2 separate regions of the Zea mays genome follow, and region 2 is linked to region 1. The links are chromatin contacts, called in public Hi-C maps. All regions are on one chromosome and are shown on one strand. The core of a region is the stretch at or near the end of the contact, and the rest is flanking DNA. Distances in the headings are between cores, read along the strand shown. Region 1 holds the start of LOC103649584 (RING-H2 finger protein ATL39-like). Region 2 holds the start of LOC100194309.

Region 1 (7,186 bases), core at 1,630-4,129:
CAGAGTAACATGCTACCATCTGAGCAGAACTAGGAACCAAAATTGCAACACACATGTACAAATCATGAACTGTCCACAATAGAATAACCAATAGTGACCATAGCAAAAATCTTCTGTTTCTGAATAAAAATAGCAAAACCGGTGTCGTGTTCGTAAAAGCAAGGGCAAGGGTAGAAAGAGAAATACGAAAATATACTGGTGGGTAGGTCTGTTTGAGACTAAACCGTAGACAATGGTCTATTTCAGACTTAATTAAAAGTTTAATGGCACTTTTGCAACCTTAAAAAGTTTAGTGGCATATATCAAAACATAGAAAATTATAATGGCACAGACACAATTAACCCAATCATAAAACAGCATGTCATCCCTCAAATCACCAGGAGAAGGGGAGAAGGGGAACCTGTTTGGCCAGCGAGCAGGCACGGTCCGGCGAGCTGAGGATCTCGTAGTAGAAGACAGAGAAGTTGAGGGCGAGGGCGAGCCTGATGGGATGTGTGGGCGGCACCGCGGTAGCTCCTTGACGGAGGCACGGAACCCACGGTACCTAGAAGCAGCTCGCTGGCTTCGCGCTCCCCGGAGCCCTCCGCCGCCGCCGCGGCGGACGCCGGCTTGCCGCAGTGCTTCCGGTGCGCGCGCCGCTGCTTGGCGCTCGGGTGCCCGTTCGGGTACTGGTACCCGCACGCGTGGCACAGGACGCCCTCCCCTCCGGCTCCCGCTCCTGCGCGAGAAACCACCGCGCCGTCACATGTCACGTCCACAAGCAGGCACGGGGGGACGACAGAGAAAAAAAGAAACGCATCTTTTCACAGTGCCGACGGCGGGGGACTTACCGGGCACGCTCCCGCCTCCGATCTTGTGGGCGCTCTCCATGGCGACGGGGAACCCGCGGCGCGGTGCTCGGCGGCAACGGCGAGGGAGAGGGAGGCGAGTGGGGTTGGTTGGTTGGTTGCCCGCCCGCCTGCTCGCTTTGCGCAGTGAGAGTGTGTGTGGAGATTGGAGAAGACGAGGCGAGTAGGCGTCCTTGCGCTCGGCGCCGGTCTTGAACTCGGCGAGGTAGCAGTGGTAGTCCTCCATCTTGAGGTAGAAGACCCTGGCGTCCACGGCCGCCGCCGCTGGCACGAGGCGCCCGTCGAGGAGGCGCAGGATCCCCGTGCAGATCCCGGAGAGCTCGGCCTCGACGCGCGCGCGGTACCCCCTGGCGGCGGCGGGTAGCGAGGACCAAGATGACCTGCAGCGCTGGGGCGAAAGGAGGCGACGAGACGTAGTACCGACCAGAAGGATCGAGGAGCGTACAGAACAAGGAGGTTCTCGATGCGTATGTAGCCGTTGATTAGAAATCCGACGTCTAGAAAAATTTGAGCCGACGTGGACAATGTTATAGACGCCGTTTCCGTTCCGCTTTAAAGATAAGGAAATTATGTATAGACCGACTTTTGTTGTTTTCAAACCGATTTATTTTAAAATTGGTTTTTGGCATTGAAAACTTGTCAAATGTGTTTTATAATTGTTTTCTATTGAGATAAGACCACTCCTCTTTTTACACGAGAGGATCACGACCAATTGATGTATCTAGCATCCAATTAATAAAAATATATCTACTATCTATTTTTCTTTTTATATCTTATTCTTTGTCATGTAGCGACGTTTTAGATAATGTTGGCGATCCCAAGACAACCTCTGTGTATACTTTTTTCTGAGGCGAAGGATAATTATTTTTGTTGGAGATGCTAAGGTGTCATCTTCACAGAATTACAGAAGATAAAGTAGTACACAATGTTTCTAATTACATGTATTATGATGTATAGTATAATACACTATGTGCTAAGGAGTCGCAACGTCGTTTTTGCCTACCTACCCAACGGCACCGGCCGGTTGACCGGAGCCCAGCACGGACGTGCGGTGTGCGTCCCCGGTCTCCGCGGCGCCGCCTACCACGGTCACGACCAACGTGCCCCCAGCGGCATCGATCAACGCCGGAGGCGGCGAGGGGCGCGTGTCCGCCGTCGCCTTGGGCCGCACCTCGGCCCGGCACACCGGGCACGTGGTCCGGGACCGCAGCCACGCGTCGATGCAATCGACGTGGAAGACGTGGCTGCAGCCCGGGAGCGCGCGCACCTTCTCGCCGTCCGCGAGCTCCGACAGACACACCGCGCAGTCCGCCGTCCCGGTCCCGGCGCCGTCGGAGGCGGAGCTAGGCCCGTCGTCGTCCGCCCCGCGGACGCGGTACGTGGCGACCGGCAGCGCGGCGAGCGCGGACGCGGCGAGCCCGTGGCGGGCGCTCCTCCTGGCGAAGGAGCCGAAGGAGCGGCGGACGCCCACGGCCAGGCGGCCCCGTCCGCGCGCCACGAACTGGTACAGGAGCAGGCGGATGAGGACGAAGACGACGGTGAGTATGGCGAGTATGACGACGGCCGTGAGCAGGACGCGGCCGGTGAAGCTGTAGTCCGGATGCTGCGGCTGCGGCTGCGGCTGCGGCTGCTCCTTCTGCCGCCACACGAACGGGCCCGGCCCGCCGTCGCGCGCCGGCGGCAAAGGGCTCCCCACGGAGGGGCTCGAGCTCGACATGGATGGGATGGACATGGCCGCACGGGGCCAAGAAGTTGGCCGAACGCGAGTGATTCTTGTCTGCGATAGTGTGCTTGCAGCCTTGCCTTGCACACGTTGGCGTTTGTAAGCAGTGACGCAGTCAACGGCGCCGGCGTGTGTTAGAAAAAAAAAAGAGATATTTTGTGTCCGTGGCCGCGTGGCTTGGCCGACGACTTGTGGGATGGAAGTAGTAGTAGGATGGTGCCGAGAATTCCGAATGCCAATTTCTGTGCTTGTGCAGTTGCATAATATAAACGCATTTTTGTTAATAATATAAACTAGGTGAGTGCCCGTGCGTTGCAACGGAAACATATAATAGCATGATAATTTATATACAAATGTATGTTATAAGAAAAAGATTTCGTAATCCATTTGTGATCCTAGTTATACATAAATTTTATTATTTTTATGTAGCTATTTCACCACTACATTTCAACCATTAGTACTATACAGACTTCTATATATGATTTTAATAATGTCATATCAATTGCATAATTTAAATACTAAGACTATCACAACAAATTACAAACTTATACAAATCTTTAGGAAATATCACAAGGCCTTACAATTCAAACAGATACTCAATATATATAACAGTACATTCCATTAATAACATGTCCACAAGTCATCATATGCCATATGTCTTTTACCTTAAACTCCTAGTAACAACGAAATTGATCAATGACACATATCGCAACAGTTATCTTTTGTGCCGGTATCTTAGGGGATTCATAGAGAGGTCGAAGAACCTCAAGCACACAGTAAGCCTGTATTAAAACACAAGAAAATTTAGATACATATCTGCTAAAAATTAAAATATGAGTAGATGCATATCTTAACAACCTGATCACACGAGATAGAGAGAGAAAGTGCACTGGAAGCTCGTGGTGGAGCAAACAACAGAGAGTTTTAATAATTAAGATGTTGCTATAAAAAATTTTCAATCTCTCTAGGTTGTAAATGTAGGATGTAACTATTGAGAAATTGAACAAGATCAATAGAAATAGAGATCATACCCGTCATCATGGGTGTGGAAAAAGCAAAATGTCAGCTAAAGTAGGCCTATATAGTATCAAATATGGAATTAACTAACCTCAATACAAGAGAACAACATTTCGAACACTTTGGTTCAAATCATTCATTAATTGCAGGACCTGCACAAGACAAAAATTCTTAGAGCTTCTAGATATATCACACCATACAAAATGATACAAATTTGGATATGATGTCAACAGTGACATCGGAACCCCCAACACTGTCTTCGAGGTAATTCAGATCTAGCACAATACATTATTATTGTTTGACTTTTATTACCATAAGACTACTGCTAAAGTTATGAAAATTAGGTAGGTTCCTGTGGAGCAAAGGAGTAGAACACAAATAGACAACACTACAAGATGTGACAGTGTCTCGCATTGGAATCCTAGCATATACAAGAGCTAGTGTTGTAGCATTGATGCAAGCTGAGTAGCAGACCTTGTTCCTGTTGTGCATATGGTGATGGTCAAGACGACAATAATTTTGAAGCACAATCTATGGTTACATTATTTCCAAGAAGCAAAAGAATAATATGTTATAACATGACTCAATAACATAGGTTAAATTATTTTCAAGAAGCAAAAGAAAAATATACCATAGCATGAGTAATAATTGACTAAGATAGAAACAAATAATATGCTACACTCGGTAATGTAGATAAATATAAAAGGCATACAACATAATTGGTATACATTCTCCAGATTGTCTCATCATGCCAAGTAAAAAATCTAGATTTACTCAACCCACAGAAATAATGGTCTTGCTTGATATCATTTTAGGACGTAACAAAAAAGGAAGCTTTGTTCAAAAATAAATAATAGAGGGGTTCTAAGAGTGAATACAACCTGGGACAACTTCAACAATGAGAAAGAAGTGAAGCAGAACACCTACCATCATCAGCTTGAAGAACTTGGACATGACATCAATCTGCAAAAAAGTATAACAAACATTGTAAGTTGGCCCTGATATCATATTAAAAAACTGATGTTTTTTAAAAGACCGACCTGAGTGTGGCATTAAATGCGTTAATATGCTTGCCTTCGTTTTATGTCGAATAACAAGAGAAGTTTCTGTTGATCGCCTGTCAGATGATTGTAGCGTTATTTCACTATCATAGTTATTTGGGAAATGAAAGACCATGTACCTTCAAGCTGAACCCACTTTAGTTCACTACATTTCATGTAGCTATCGATTTTGCACAATGGGTGTTCACCTAACAACAAATAAAGCAAGTCAACTAAATTATACTGCAGAAATATAGTATTGTTTGTTATGCTGGATGCTACTCGTGAAGTTCCTGGTCTTAACCACCATCCAAATAAAATATACATTTCCTTTCAACTACCACTCATTTTATTTTCTATTGATTATTTTCCAAAACAAATTGCATAGGCATTGATGTGTTAATATTCGAAATTATACAAATTATTTATAAACTTTAATTACATATAAAATAATCTTAATTATTCCTGCAATTGTATAATACAAAAACAAATTATGCTGTACTTCAGTTTTCGATGAATACAAAAATGAAAGGCACAAAAAAATATTTTGTAAACAATTTGGCAAAAAAAATTTGTATTCGCCCACCTTTCTTTGTTGCAAACTTCACATGCATGACAGTAACATATGCATCTTTCGAGTCCAAGTGTGATCCACTTTTGATAGTGCACACATCTTGCATCTATTTAATTGATGGGAATCACTGGAAGAAATGAGTTGCCTTGAACATGTTACCAATTGCATTAGCTTAACTAATCTCAAAATGGATCCCGATTATATTTGGGGCTTGGGAGCAATAGGGAGACAATAAGGGGTAGAGTACTCACAAGTCCTAACAGCCGAGACAATTGTGTTCCTAAATCTTCTCCTTCATTATCCGAAGGCATGACCCTGTACCATCAAATAGGAAGGACAATTTGATTTTCAGAGTTCGATTTCAAATTGAGGATAAATATATGCACATGATTACAAATACAAATTGTTGAAAGGACAGGAGATGATTCAATTGGCTAAATAAAAAATACCATGTTCACCTAGAAAATGGATATAGGCATTCAGAGGCAATCAGAAAAATGACGCCCACATCATGTATATAAGGCCACCAATTGTACTCCACCGAGGAAGAAAGAATCAGTGTAGCCATAATCCTACTATGATCATAATGAATGGATTCTGCATTACTTCAGGAATAACAGATCCCACCCTCACCAACACCAAATGGATACAAAAAGTTAACAACCCAAGCAATACAAAAGAACATGCATAAAACCTCTTGAGGCTGAACCAAGCAAGACATAACAGATTATGCTAATACTTGATGACAAATCTATTGCTCTGGTGTCCAAAGTTAATTATATGAATCCAAGGGGAAATGGAAACAAGAGGTCACAAAGATGATACCGTTCATAACAGATTAAAAAGTTTTCTTCGACATAAGGTTTATTGGTCTGATATTAGAACAATAGAAAGTCATTAGGTTGTCAATGTGTATTTGCAGAATTAAAACGAAGACAAACTAACCTTCAACCTAAATCCAGTAAAAATAATACACCTAAACAATACTGGCTTCAAATTGGCTCGATTTCACTTCCACACAAGAATCGCTAACATTAGCACATGATGTATTTAGTCACCTGAGAAACAGAAACCTTGTAGTCAAGTAGCATCTGGGGCATCTTCTTCATATGATCTAGGTCATTCAAGCTAGGCTGCTAGCTTCCGCTGCCCACCAGCCTCATGTGGTGCACAGTGCAGACGTCGGAGCCGGGTAGGAGGGGAGCAGGAGGATGACACATAGAGTCGCCGGTCGATGTGCGAATGACCGGAGGCAAGGGCGTGAGGCGATTGGCGAGACACGTGTGGGAGAGCCACTTAGGCAGACATGGAGTTTAGGATTGCCCTGCTGTTGTTGAGTGCCCAAGTATCAGCGCCGACGTCGCTGCATGCCGAGGGTAACTCAAGGATGGAGCGGAAGCCAGTAAGGATTTAGGATGACAATAGTGACGCGGGATGAATACCCTGCACTCCAGGAACTCCTCGGAAAGTCCGAGAGGCGGGGGAGACTATCGTCGCCTTGAGCGTTGCTCGAATACCATTTGTTGCCAACCTCGCCATGAACGCGGGAGACAACGAAGTTGGCGACCGCTCGGTAGAGTCCAACTTCATCTGGAGGGAGAGAGAAGCTTACCATGATTTGACATGCACCATAGGGGGCACCGCTGCGGCGTGTAGCGTGCTCCTGTAGCCGCTAAATAAGTGGTGGGGACACTCCAACAAGAGACTGTAAACACCATGTACCCTAAATATAGAGGTTTTACATGTCCAATATTGCTCCAACAAGAAACACTAAAACTTCTGCTAAAATATAGCATGCGAACATTTGGCGGAGTGGCGGCCGCTCGCTATCAACTGTTCACGCGCGCGCCTCGTCCTCTTGTTCTCTCCTACGCTACCTCAGAAGCTTCTAGAGGTCAAAGAAGCAATGTTGCCGAGGGGAGCAACTTGGTTCAGTCGCAACGCTGACGACATCGGAAATTTGTAAAACAGGGTGCTAGAACGA
Region 2 (7,186 bases), core at 3,138-5,637, 330 kb before region 1:
CTATATTTAAACTTCACTCAAACAGACAGTATAGTATACAGTTTGGAATAATATAAAACAATGAATTTGATTAAACTTTAGTTAGACTACAGCAAACGGCCTAACAGAATCATGCGGTGTCAGCAGACAGGGCATCTCACCATGAAATGCACCATCATCCCATTTATTTTCACCCCGAAACCAAATGACACCAAACAGCCGCTGGCCTAATCATGGATATGTTTGGTTCAGCTTTTTCTGACCATTTTTTATGAGAAACTAGTTATGGAGAGAATCTAACTGTGGAAAAAAAACTCGAGTATCATGAGAATTATGTGCTGAAGAAAATAAAGTGGTCCAAAGGGTTTAGGATCTAGAAAGCGACGGATTCATATTATCATAACTCGATCGATTCTATATTCATGTTAATATTGGACAATTTTTATCAAAATGATTCTTATAGAAATAGGCTGAAAAGATATATCATTTAGTATTCCGCAACAGTTTCGATGACAAGAAGTTAAAAAAAGCCCAAACAAATTTAGCCCATATCCCGCTTGAGCAGCAGCAATTCGGGATGCCCATTGCCCTCTGCTGCCGGCAGCTTTGGAAGCGGCGCTAGCCTGCGAGAAGGAGGAGATTGCCGACACGCAAAAAGACAATAATCAATAAGGTCCTGTTTGGAACTGTAGTATTTTTGTAGTTTTGAGATAATACTATAGTATTAAACACAAAAGGTGTTTGGTTTGTACAGTCAAAACATAATTTTAAATATCATAGTTTACCTAAAACCGTGGTATTTTTTGGAGTTTTCGAAACTCCACTCAAAACCTTAGTTTTCTTCTCTTCTCTCTACATATACTTTGTTTTTCCAATGGAACTAAACATATCTCGGTTTTGAGTAATACTGTGGTTTTACTGAGGTAGAATAATACCGTAGTATTTGTGTCATATACAATTGTAAACTATAGTATCTCAAAACTACATCATTTCAAAACTGCATTTACAAACAGGCCCTCAACGGTCTCAAGTTTTTTGATTCAGCAATGTGTACCACTTCAATTAACAGTGGATCTGTTTTCTAAGTACAACACACATCAAATAGATTGCATAACATAATTCTAAACCTCTGGTCCATAAATATAGTTAAGAGACAGATTTTTTAACTCCTTAAATATCCCTGAAGAGACTTTATATTAAACGAGATTTTATATACCCTTAGACACCGATCGATTGTAACTTATATCCTGACAAGGCTGGTTTGGAGGCAAAATCTACGAAGGCATTGTTATAAATAAATACGACACAAAGGGGATCAATCACAGAGAAGACACAGATTTAACGTGGAAAACCCCTCTAAAGCGAAGGGGAAAAACCACGGGCACCGGCCAGTAACTTCTCACTATTTTCGGGTGGTTGCAGATCGCAGGAGATTTACAATTGAGATAATTATCTCCTATGGCTTACAAAGATATTTATAGAGGTGAAACCCTAAAACAAGTAGGGAAACGATCCGTACCACGAGGGGCTCCACCCCTTCAGAACTTAGATCACAAACTCAACAGGCATTCCGCTTCCCGTGACAACCCGTAAAGACATGTTTAAAAGCGAGATGCTTCTCATTTGATATAGAATAAAGCTCCCATTGAACGCCCCGAGTACTGACACAAGATGAAGACCCCTCTTATCATGACAAGACTAGTCGAAGGACCGTGCATTGCTACGACTTCTATATATCATATGAATAAACTTTGTTTTAATAAAAACATAAAATTATGTGTTTTGCTTGATTAGTTGGACGTGAATATAGAGCCAACAACCAAAAATTAAAAACCCATTTATATATAATTTTACCTTATTTTTTTACATACAGTATATAATAGAGATGTCCCGCCCCTTCTGTTTGTCACAATTGTCGATTGTCATGCCATAACACATCTTCCTACAACTACAGCATCGAACAACAAACTGCACCAAGGTTTTGCCAATTGCCACTGTCTTTGTAGGCAAGCCCAGCCCAGTGGTTCCACCTGATAGCATCATCTGATCACTGGGCCCTACCGCAGTCACAAGCCGTTGGGCCATTGCTTGCAGGCCTAGTTCCGGCAGGCTTTGCCTCCGCAACTCCGGCCCAGACAGAGCCCATTGGGAGGACATCTTCTTCTAGTTTCGCTCTGGTGTTCGTGTCTTGGTCTCTTGGACATTACATTAACACGCGAACGAACCTGTAACCTTCTTGTGTCAAGAGCAAGGGGGGATATCTTGTAGCGGCCGGCGGTACGGGTTTGGCACGCACATGCGCGTGCTGCCACTGCAGGCGCAGAGGAACATGCCTATCCCTTGCAGCGTAAGGAAGGTAAGGTACCTTGTGTTCTTGCGCCCGGCCACTGTTTTAAGGATCATGCATGTCACGAGACAGCAGGGAATGCAATGTCGCCGGCTGGTTCGTTCACGCCTGCTCGGAAGTCGCATGGCATGTGATGGCGTTACCACCTTGCATGCCCTTGGGTTGTAAAGCATGGTAGCCTGCTGTTCGACCATACACGCACGGTAGTAAAGTAACACGAGTGCATATTTCACTCTGAATTGCTTTTGGTCCTTTTTTACCTACAGCCTTGGCCCAAAATGCTCGAACAAAAATTACAAATCAGGGGAGGTGGTGGAAGGCAGCAGGAGAGGATGCAGATGCATATGCATGCAAGGATAAACAAACCAAACCAAACCGATGCAGTTCCTCTTCTCTTTACATCACATCACGTTACACACCCCCAAAGAATGCACACACGGACACGCACACGGCACACACACACCAATCCTAGCAGCGGCAGCGGCAACCTCGCTGTGATGGGCTGCAGGGCGGGCGACAGGGCCATCCCCGACTACAGCGACCGACTCGGATGTCTGGACGTGTCGCCCCACCACCTCCTCCTCATCACGAGGGCGGGCCGGGCGCGGCGGTCCCCTCGCTGCCGATCATGTCCTTGTCGTCGCGGACCGACGGGGCCGCGTCGGGCTCCCTGCCGCTCTTCAGGCTCTGCTGGTGGTAGATTTGCCTCAGCCTCTCGATCTCCTTCCTCAGTGCCTCCTGATGAGCTGCACACACACACACAATGTCAGCCAGCGGCGGTGGTGGCGTCTTGCGCTGCATGCATAATTGCATATATGCATGCGGCGCGAATTGAATTGCGACGACGGCGACCGGCGAGGGTCGTAGTCGGGAGGAGCAGGGGGCGGCAATGGCGGTCACCATCTTTGAAGATCTTGTCCTGCGCGAGCGCCGCGATCCGCTGCCTCAGGTGGCTGTTCCCCAGCGTCAGCAGCGAGCGCTGGTGGTCGAGGAACGCCACGCGCGGGGACAGCGCCGACACCTCCGTCTGCACACATTTGTTCGTTCGGGCAACGGAATTCAGGCCAGATCCATCCATCCGCGGACACTAGCTATTCGCTCAGGCGAAATTCAGCTCGTTTGGCCGCATCGCATGCACGCACCTGGAGCGACGTGACGCTGCGCTCCAGCTCCGAGATGTACTGCAGCTTGCGCACGCGCGACCGCTGCGCGGACTGCCGGTTCGCCAGGATCCTGCGAGCGACGGAAGGGGTTGTTGCCGGGATGAGAATTCTGCGTCGCGAAGGGCGCGCATTGCCGGAATTTGAGCGACGGAAGATCGTCACCTCTTGACGCGCTTAGGATCCACCGCGGTGGCGGTGGCGGCGGCGCCGTGGCACTTGCTCTGTGCCTCCTCGGCGTCGCCCCTATCCGTCTTCTCGTCGTTGATGCTGTTGTGGTCGGACGGCGACGACGAGCTCGCCACCGGCGCGGGCGCGGCCTGCGTCTGCGGCTGCGGCGGCGGCGGTTGGAGGTCGTCGGAGAACATGGACAGGAGCTGATCGTCGTCGAGGCGGTCGAAGTCATGCGCCCCGGCATTGCCGTCGCCGGGGCCGGGCTCGGGCTCGAGGAAGGCCACGGAGTCGCTGACGGAGCGGCGGTGCGCGCCGCGCTTGGCGGCGGAGAAGTCGAGGAACTCGTCCACCCACGACGGCTGCATGGGCGCGGCGGCGAGGAACGTGCCCACGGAGGGGCTGCGCTGCTGCTGGTGCCCGCCCCCGAACTCCGGCCACGCCGGCGCCACGGTGGGGATCTTGGGCGGCAGCTGCGCCATGGCCGCGACCGGGACCCCGCGCCGCGCGTTGGTTCGACCCGAGGAATCAACGCAACACGCGGGAACGGTGGCGCAACGCCGGAAACCTTCCCCCCCCGGCCCAGCCCCTTAGTGCCCGAGACCCTGGGCGACAATGTAGCGAGGGCGCGCGTGCGGTGCAGGCCGGGGATTGCGCGCGTGGCTCCTCGCGTTTTTGTTGCTCGTCTCGTTTCTGCGCTAAATTGGGCAATGTCGCGACGGGAATGGCAGGGACGGGGGTGGAAAGAGAGAGAGAGAGGATCGAGAGCCTGAGAGAGAAATAGGAGAGTGAGACGGAGGTCACATGACAAGAGGAGAGAGACAGCTAGCACCAGCTGGTGAAGGAGCGCGGGAGGGGACGGGGAGGGTGGTGGGAAGGGAGGGGAGGACTCGCTCGGCTTGGACATGGGACACGCCTACACCTTTGGTCGGTGCACTTTGTCCCACTGACATGCGGAGCCTACGCGTGCCTTTGCTGGTCTTTTTTTTCTCTCACTGAAAGCATCTCACAATAGAAAAAGCGGAATACCACTGGTAACGAGGGAGAGCCTATCACAGTTCAAACAACTTTCAGAACTAGGCTAGATAATGGTGTAAAGAACTTTTGGAGCTAGAGGTAGCTATAACATGAACATCCTATATTTAGCTAGTGACATTATAAAATATCAATTATAAGAAATCAGCACTACATATTACATAATAAACGGTGTTTATTTTATCAAATGGGAAAAATGACAAATCCTGTACCTCCAAGTAATGGCTTTACCCTGGGAAGAACGTTTGGTTTTAGGCTTGCCTTACGCCTCCTTCCTAAGGAAGCCACTGTTGACTGACCTCTCTTCGAGCCTATAAAAAGGTAGGGGATTGACCCTCATGTAATGGGGTTGGACTGGTGGAGTTTACTTGGATACGTACCCAGAAAGATGAGCCCTAGACGAACAGAAGGAGGAGCGCGACGAGAACTAGGAGGCCGGACTGACGAACTGTTTGGATATCTTTCACTAATTTTAGTAGCTAACTATTAGCTCTAGTAGATTTAAATTCCCTAAGTATATTATTTTTAGGTGGTCGAAATCATAATTGTACCTTGGAGCACCGATTTCAAAAATATTATATAGGTGTTCGAACCAAAATTGAGCGCGGACGGTCCGGCCCTGAGGCCGGACGGTCCGCGGTCCGGACGGTCCGCGCCTGTGGGCCGGACGGTCCGCGCGTGCGCAGAACAGATTAGGGTTCCGAGTTTTGTGCTACGGTTGTTAGCTAAAATCATGGGATAAGCTCGGAAATTAGTTTGTAAAGGGTCCAGCCCCCCTCCTCTATAAATAGAGAGGTATACGGCCGATTTGTAATCATCATCAATCGAATCAATACAACTTTTATTCGCATTTTATCCTAGGAGTAGTTCTAGTCTAGTTTAGGTTTAGCCTCTCAATCCCAAATTCTTCGCCTCTCTTCGACTCTACGCCGATTGGAGGAGTCTAGGTCGGCCGGCCCGAGCCTAGACAACCCCTAGGATCTCTCCTCCCCGACGGGGTCCCTCCCGGGAGCGAGATCCAGGCCGCCGCCGGCGACTTCCGCCGCCCCTGCGTACGCGCGGACCGTCCGGCCCCAGGGCGCGGACCGTCCGATCGTCAGGCAGAGAAGCCCTAGCCGCGCACCAGGTCGCGGACCGTCCGGCCCCAGGCCGCGGACAGTCCGCCCCTGACCAGAGAGCACCACCGCGCCTCGCACCAGGCCGCGGACCGTCCGGCCCTGCGCGCGGACCGTTCGCCCCTGTGCAGAGGGCACCGCCACGGTTCTTCTTGAGTAATTGACGCCTCCAAAAGGCGTCAACATACTTTTTGGCGACTCCGCTGGGGAAAACACATCTAAGCTCATCAAATCGGCCCTCAATGGCCGGTTCAAAGGATAGCTCTGATATTTCTCTAAACAACATCATAGAGCCGACTTGGGAAACCTTGCCGGCTGACGAGCAGCTCCAGTTTGAGGAGAACAAGGAGCGGATGATCCAGGAGGCGAAAGCAAAGTTCTTGGCCAACTTCAAAGTGGATAGGAACAACAAGGTCGTCCGACATCGGGCGACGGATCCGGCTTCGCTCCAACCCACGCCAGATATCCCCAATGTAAGTAATACCAACGATCTGCAATCTCTTAGAAATTATGTAGAAGATCAGCGTGAACAAATGCAGAACATCATAGGGGGTATGCAAAGCGATCTTAAGAGACTAGTACGTGCATTTGATAAATCTAGTATAGCAAATTTTCCTTCACACGAGGTTGAATTAGGAGATAATACACGTAATACATCGGTTAAAGGTTGTCACGACCAGTCACAACCCCCTTATGGGATGTCGATGGACATGTACCCTGAGCAAACGCAAATCGGCAGTAAACCAGCCGACCTACACATGTCCGGACCGTCCGCTCGCGAGCGCGGACCGTCCGGGTCAGCCACAGTCGGGCCCATTTTTAATGAGTTACCTAGACACACACCCGAGCCACCACATAGGGCACCGAATTTAAACTATCCAGTCGGACGGTCCGCATACAACGACGGACGGTCCGCATATAATCACGGACGGTCCGGGTACGTATCCGGACAGTCCGCGCATGAGTCTTTTGAGGGGGATTATTACCTGAATCCTCGCCCGTCCCAACAACACTTCCCATCACATTATGCAATGCACCAGCTCATTAATTCAGGATCCAGAGCCCAGGAAAGCTTCCCGGCCCCACCTAGAAGGCCGGAAAGAAACGATCAAACATATGAGCCATATAGCGCAAATGGAAATGCACCATGTAGCTCAAACCAATGGGGGAACGACAACATACTAACATGCAACCAACCCCACCTATGTTTGACCAGAGAGCCGGTGGTCTTGCACCGGCTGCCATTGGTATAGTGAGGGAAGAAATAGCCGGGGCGTTCCGAGATAAGCTCGGAGTAAGCATGATCCCTGGGGGGCAATCGTATCGGAAGCCTTATGACAGCCGATTTGATCACCACCCATACCCACAGGGAACTAGGA

Evidence for each region. A called contact is a pair of places that touch in the nucleus more often than the background predicts.
Region 2: a contact with region 1 is called in a Hi-C map of ear, with 1.9 times the contacts expected there. The contact joins the promoter of LOC100194309 here to the promoter of LOC103649584 in region 1. A contact is called at or near these places in 2 of 25 Hi-C or Micro-C datasets (ear and leaf).

The regions. Positions count from the first base shown.
Region 1 is chr3:3,564,717-3,571,902 of Zm-B73-REFERENCE-NAM-5.0, reverse strand. It overlaps LOC103649584 (RING-H2 finger protein ATL39-like), which reads right to left and starts at 2,879. Exons shown (of 1, transcript XM_008675319.3): 1 at 1,683-2,879. The coding sequence starts at 2,580. The coding sequence ends at 1,852. It overlaps LOC103649583 (a long non-coding RNA gene), which reads right to left. Exons shown (of 8, transcript XR_002268526.1): 2 at 5,661-5,777; 3 at 5,454-5,517; 4 at 5,215-5,347; 5 at 4,769-4,837; 6 at 4,629-4,705; 7 at 3,680-4,551; 8 at 3,154-3,353. It overlaps LOC103651716 (14-3-3-like protein GF14-A), which reads right to left and starts at 1,576. Exons shown (of 5, transcript XM_008677418.1): 1 at 1,542-1,576; 2 at 951-1,228; 3 at 401-516. The coding sequence starts at 1,576.
Region 2 is chr3:3,894,787-3,901,972 of Zm-B73-REFERENCE-NAM-5.0, reverse strand. LOC100194309 reads right to left here and starts at 4,387. Exons shown (of 4, transcript NM_001317240.1): 1 at 3,652-4,387; 2 at 3,469-3,559; 3 at 3,227-3,353; 4 at 2,558-3,072. The coding sequence starts at 4,139. The coding sequence ends at 2,912.